2 separate regions of the Danio rerio genome follow, and region 1 is linked to region 2. The links are chromatin contacts, called in public HiCAR-type maps. All regions are on one chromosome and are shown on one strand. Each heading gives the region's core, a stretch centred on a gene start, on an enhancer-like site or on the middle of the called end of the contact. The rest is flanking DNA. Distances are from core to core; before and after follow the strand shown.

Region 1 (3,060 bases), core at 542-3,041, 350 kb before region 2:
TACTAAGATATTGCAAAACATTATTTATTGTCATCGTGGAAAAGGAAGCAGAAATTAGTTAGTAGAAATTAGCTATTGAAACTATCATATTTAAAATAATTAAAAAGAAGGCTGATAATTTTAAGTCATCCTATATACATACGACTATACATTAGATTAGTCAGTACTGAAGCCAAATTTAGAGCTTATCTAACAAAATAACTTACAATAACGGTCCAAAAAATAGTACAGCCAAATTTTTGTTATGGAAAAAAGATTAAATACACATTTAAAAAGAGGAATAGTCAAGAGAAGCAAAAATAAATAAATAAATAAATTGTTGAAATTTTGTATTTTGTAATTTTTTTTCAATTTAATTGTATTATCTTTCAATTTTGAAATATGTTTGGTGACTAAAATATTAATTTAATAAAGAAATATATTTAATAAATCTGTTTTGTTTAAATGCACAGGAATACATTGCCTATACTCACTGAGAAATGGATACAAATATTAGTTTTCATAAATGGGGTGTACTCAATTATGCTGAGCACTTTATATTGGCACAACTTTATAATTATAATAGACATGCAGTAGAATCAAAGCACAGCCACACATTTCTAATAAGCATTGAACATTAAGCGTATAGTACACAGTTTGTCCAGGAGATGGCAGTATAAGCCTCTGAATTAGCCATCCCACCAACTGCATGCTGGAAATAAGATCTTGTTACTCAATGTCATTTTCCTTTAACCTGCTGATATTTCACATTAATCTACAGATAAAGTGGTAGTTATTTATCAAATCTGAAGTGATTGGCAGTGTTTTTAAAGACTATACAGCGGTCACGGCTCTACAGCAGCCTGTTAGCATTTTTTGTGCGTGTCCGTGAGGAAATGAAGATAATCATAACCATAATGATAATAAATTATGTTCTCGAGTTTTAAAAACGCCTGGTCTCCCAGGGGCCAGTGCTCTTCGTGACTTCCTCTTAAAGAAAGTTCTGGTAATGAGTTACAGATTCCGCCCCATATTTGATTTTCACTCTTCATTAACTAAGCCACCTGGAATGTTATTATTTAAGGACGCCATTTCTTTTCCCCAAACAACTGCCACTGCGATCTGGAGACTAGCGCGCCGACTTTATGATCCTCACAACTTTTTCCTCCTCCTGTTCTGATCAATTTTGAAGTCTCCCGGTCCACATGTGGAGCGATTGCTTAATTATTTCGCCAGCGTAGAAATCTTCATCATAGTCTGGCCTGTCAAATTATGTTATCGGTGCATTTTCTCATCATTTGAATAATGTGTCTTTGTTAACCAAACATCAGTTTTCCTTGCCATAATCACAGCCCTAAATTTTTTTTTTTTTTGTGAACGATCAAGATTTTAATTAGGCTACATCACCTTAGATCTTAAAGGGATCGTTCACTCAAAAATGAAAATTCTCCCTTCACTTGTTTAAAATTTGACTGTCTCTACTGTTAAATATAAAAGAAGACATGTTGAAGAAAGCTGAAAACCTGTAACCATTGACATTCCATAGTACTTGTTTTTCTTCAATGGAAGTCAATGGTTACATGTTTTTTGCTTTCTTCAAATTATCTTCTCTAGTGTTTAACAGAATGAAGAGTTTTGAAACCACTAGAGGGTGAGTAAACAGTGAGTGAACGTTCATTTTTGGGTGAAACTATCCATTTAAAGGAAAATCAATAATAAAAACATTATATTTCATCCATCTATCCATCCATCCATCTAAAACGAAATAAATAGAGGAGAACACGACGCCCTCTACTGCTCAAGCACGATAATACACTCTCAGTGCGAGACAAGAGAGGGCCCTGGAAAGTAATACAAGACATATGGTAAGAGGACACATAGCTCCAGGATCCATCTTATGTTAATACAAGTGTCATGCTTAACAGAATGGCTAAATGAAAAGGCAGACAGAACAATAGCACAGCACAAGGCTGGAAGCGAGCTCAGTTAACAAGGGCCAGCACACTTGGGGAAGAGCGAGGCTGTGTGGAGTCAAAGTCCTGACATTTCCTAACTGCTTCTTATTATTCCCGGACCACAGAGTTAAGGCGAAGCGCGCTCCCATCTAAAACACTGAGCCGCTTTATACTCCGACCTCCCTCAGGTATTCTATTTTTACCATGAAATCTACTTAGTGTATATTTGTGTTTCAAAGACCCGGTCGTTTTAGGTTTCCTGAGAACAGGCGCTGTTTAATTGGAGGAAAATGTTGAGGATATGAATTTACAAACGTTTGAAATGCATGTTTAAAGGGATAGTTTTATGATTAGATTAACATTCTGGCATCCCCCCATTTGTTCAAACAAATTCTTGGACTATACTACTATAGTTATTTTGAAAAATAGTGTAAACTTGTAATCATTAACTTTTTTGAAGAAAGTGTCACCTTACATAACTCCTTTGCACAACATTAAACCGTAAATATCTCTTTTGCACAATATTCACCTTTAATACCGCAATGTCCTGCACAAAATTATTCAGTCTCATGTAAAAGTACTTGCACAGCCTGTCTTATGTGTATAGTTAAGTATCTCAAAGTATGTTAGTTATGCATAGTTTTTTTATTTACAAAATAGCTCTTATGTCTAGTGTTTTGTTTGTGTTTATGATTAATTTACAGTATGTAGCACCACTGTCCTGCGAGACACTACATGTCATTCCTCTGTACGTATGTCCACACATGTAGCGGAATGAAAATAAAGCTCGACTTGACTTTTATAGAATGGTTTATCTTACTACGGAAGTCAGTGGTTTCTAACATTTTTCAAAATATCTTCAAAATATTGTATCATCTTGCATTTAACAGTACAATGAAACTCAAAAAGATGTGGGACCACCCGAGGGGTCAATTAATGCTGAGTACATTTTGGTTTTTAGGTGAACTATTCCTTTAAGCACTTAGACATACAAAACATGAATAATGAAAAAAAGAAAGAGGGAACATTTATTTTGCTCATGGTCTCCGACTGAAATTTTATATCACATTAAGTGCTTAGTTCATCAGTAATATCCTGCTTAGTTGTTCAAAACCTCTTTGGCTTA
Region 2 (3,006 bases), core at 415-2,914:
AATAATAAATGCAGACTTTCATGATCACAAGAGTGTGTTTTTAAAGTAGAGACGCAAATAAACAAATCTAAAATGAAGTGACTACGAACAGCACAATCACAGAGAAAAACGGATCGGTCGTGTCAGCACTTGTCCCTCATAAAGTGAGCCGTGCAGCAGGTACATGGATGTGGAGGGGCTTGTAATTGCCTACAAGTGATGCACTAATAACGTGACAGTAACCTTAGGACCTCTCTAGAGGGTCTTTTCTCTTGTTTTCCAAAAAAGAAGGAAAAAATAACACCAAAAGAGGGAGAAATCCATGGAGAAAAGACAGACAGTCAATGAAAAGACGAGAGAAGAACAAAACCACTCCACCTTGCAGGAGTTCAGGGTCCGATTGGCGGCACTTCATCCAGCAGCAATTATATCGACTAATTAGAATTGGACAATTTCTTGTTTGAAGTATAAAGAAATGACAAAGGAGAGCATGTGAAAAGCTATAATTCAGAGCGAAACAGCATTAAAAATCCAGCCTAATCCCGCGCTAGCATGTGCCTCAACGATAACATAGAGCGCAGACTATGTCCTCGATTCTTTCTCTTTCTCACTCTCCCCATTTTTTTCCTCCTTTTTTCGCCTTTTTTATTTTATACCATCTGGCCCTCTCATCTCTGACATAAAAAAAGAAAACTAATTCATGTTCGGAGTCATCCACATGATGAATAGTGTAGGTCCAGGTGCTATGAGTGTAAAAAAGGAAAGTGGAGGGAAAGAGAGGGAGGGAAGAGGATGAGAGAGAATTATATATGTATATCATCTCCCATTGTACACAAGGGTGATTTTAAACTGTGTTCATGATTAAAGTGAGGGCTTACGCTCCAGTATATTCCTTACCGCAAAGTGATCGTAATTAGATATTTAATCTGTAATCCAAAATAGCCCATGATGCCAAAGACAAAAAAAAGAAGCGGTGGAGGATGAAGGGATGGGAGAGAGATGATGAATCCAGGCAGAGAGAGAGAGAGAGAAAAAAAAAGTGGCTTTTTTCTATCATTTGAAGGTCACAATGCGATGTGATTGTTTGCCTCACTGGAGGTGAATTATGTCACCCAGACAAGCTTTTAACCCATGTTACCTTCATTCTCTCTCTCTCACGCTGGCGCTCTCTCTCCCTCTCTCTTCTTTAAACAGTTTTCTATTGAAGAGGATTCAATCACCATAATGAATCTGAGGCCAGGCAGCAATCTTCTCCACAGAAAGAAATTCTAAAAGGTTATAGAATTTGTAAAATGAACAGCGCGGAGGAAGTAAATGGCAGCGTGTGTGTGCGTGCGCGCCTGTGTGTATATATATATATATATATATATATATATATATATATATATATATATATATATATATATATATATAATATATGTATGTGCAGAGTTAGGGAATCAATTATTGCAGGACACAAGGCAGTCATAATATTTAGCGGCCCTCATTCACTCTACTCAGGTAAGCTCAAACAGTGCTGCTTGTACAGGAGGTGAGGTTTATTTTTAGGAAGAGTGTGTATATGTGTGTGTGTGTGTGTGTGTGTGTGTGTGTATGCCACGCCCGGCAGGCAGAAGGAGGCTGGCACTGAAGCGTATGAGGGAGGCGCCCCTGACTGAGTCTCATAATCATATGCTAGATTAGGTTAAGTGGTGCACAAACCCGTCAGTAATTCAGCCCACTGTCTCCCAGGGAAACTGATTCACTCCTCCCCCTCCTCCATCATCCCAAAGCCATGAGACACACACACACACACACATGCCAAACGCTTAGCCGGAACGGGGTAACATATAGGACGCAAACGATCCCCCATATGTGATCAATGCGCCCGTCGGTCCTCCGTCTGAGCTCCTTCATGTATGAAATGACTCCATCTTGGAATATTTCAGAGCCCCGGCTGGATTGATTGATTTGTGTTATTCTGAGTGGCGTGTTCGCTTACTCCATCTTCACCCAAAAGCCAGCACGCCGAGGCGCTTAATGTTCCGTCAGAGCCCACGACATCAGATAGTAGGGAGGGTCAGCGAGGAAGACACCTATCCTCCATGTTCCTACATAATGAACTCTTAAAGAAGGTTGCCGGTTGTGCGGAGAGAGCCACGGGAGCCTGGAGCTCATCAGTGTCAGTCCTGAAAAGGTTCCGGAATGAATGAGCGCGAGGAATCAAAGGGAGATTACACGTCTGACCATGTATCATCCTCGATATATTGAACGCCGCCATTGTGTAGATAGAGCGCTTATAAAAAGTGGTATTGTGCCGGCCTGAAAGACTGTGTGGGCTCTCTGCATGACTAATCTGTCTCCTCCCATTATTTTATTCAATCTTCGCTGACTTTATGCCTTTGACATTTTTGCTACACTCAGTAAGTTTGAGTTGAATGGACAATTTTAAAGATTTTTTTAAAGGCATTTGCCAAGGCGGCCCGTGTGTGTGCGCGCGGGGAACAAAAAAAGAGGCTATCTCTTTGTTTCAATGCATAATTTATTACTAAAAATGGTCTTTTGACTAATTCCAGCGGGCAGGGTGAGAGTCGGAGCATGTTCTTTTCCTCTCGCTGCTGAAAGGCGCATTGGATTTTTCAAGTGAAAACATTTGATAATGCCTCAGTAAGAGATGTCTCTCTCTTAGTTCCTCTGTTCAAACCTTTCCACGTGCATTACTCACAAACAAAACACACACACACACACACACAAGTCCAAATGAATAGCGGTTTGGGGTCTGCTATAGATGCGACGCTATTTATATTCCTAACCAAACTGCTAAGAAAACAATTCAGAGGCAATGAGCTGTTTTTGCATTCATAAGCATAACTGATGTGCTCTGAGAGATTTATACAAAATCGCACAAAACACGCACGCACGCACCTAAGGGCTGTGAAAAAGAAAAAGGAAAGCAATTCGACTTGTGGTATACTGCCAAAAAATGCAGACACATTCGCACATGCGATGCAACAGCTAAGCGTTTTGTACGTACGCGGCCATCGGCAG

Evidence for each region. HiCAR-type assays count read pairs that join an accessible place to other places.
Region 1: a HiCAR-type map of caudal fin shows a contact between it and region 2, with 6 times the contacts expected there. The contact joins two enhancer-like sites. A contact is called at or near these places in 1 of 18 Hi-C or Micro-C datasets (an unstated tissue) and 1 of 4 datasets of contacts at active chromatin or transcription factors (caudal fin).

What each region holds. Positions count from the first base shown.
Region 1 is chr7:48,280,897-48,283,956 of GRCz12tu, reverse strand. The region is part of intron 12 of znf536 (zinc finger protein 536); the gene reads right to left. Among named protein-coding and RNA genes, the nearest start is that of tshz3b, 300 kb to the left of the region's middle. Within about 2 kb of position 1,791, at least 7 of the 62 cell types and tissues checked have an H3K27ac peak or open chromatin away from gene starts, as enhancers often do.
Region 2 is chr7:47,935,484-47,938,489 of GRCz12tu, reverse strand. The region is part of intron 4 of znf536 (zinc finger protein 536); the gene reads right to left. Among named protein-coding and RNA genes, the nearest start is that of znf536, 110 kb to the right of the region's middle. Within about 2 kb of position 1,664, at least 7 of the 62 cell types and tissues checked have an H3K27ac peak or open chromatin away from gene starts, as enhancers often do.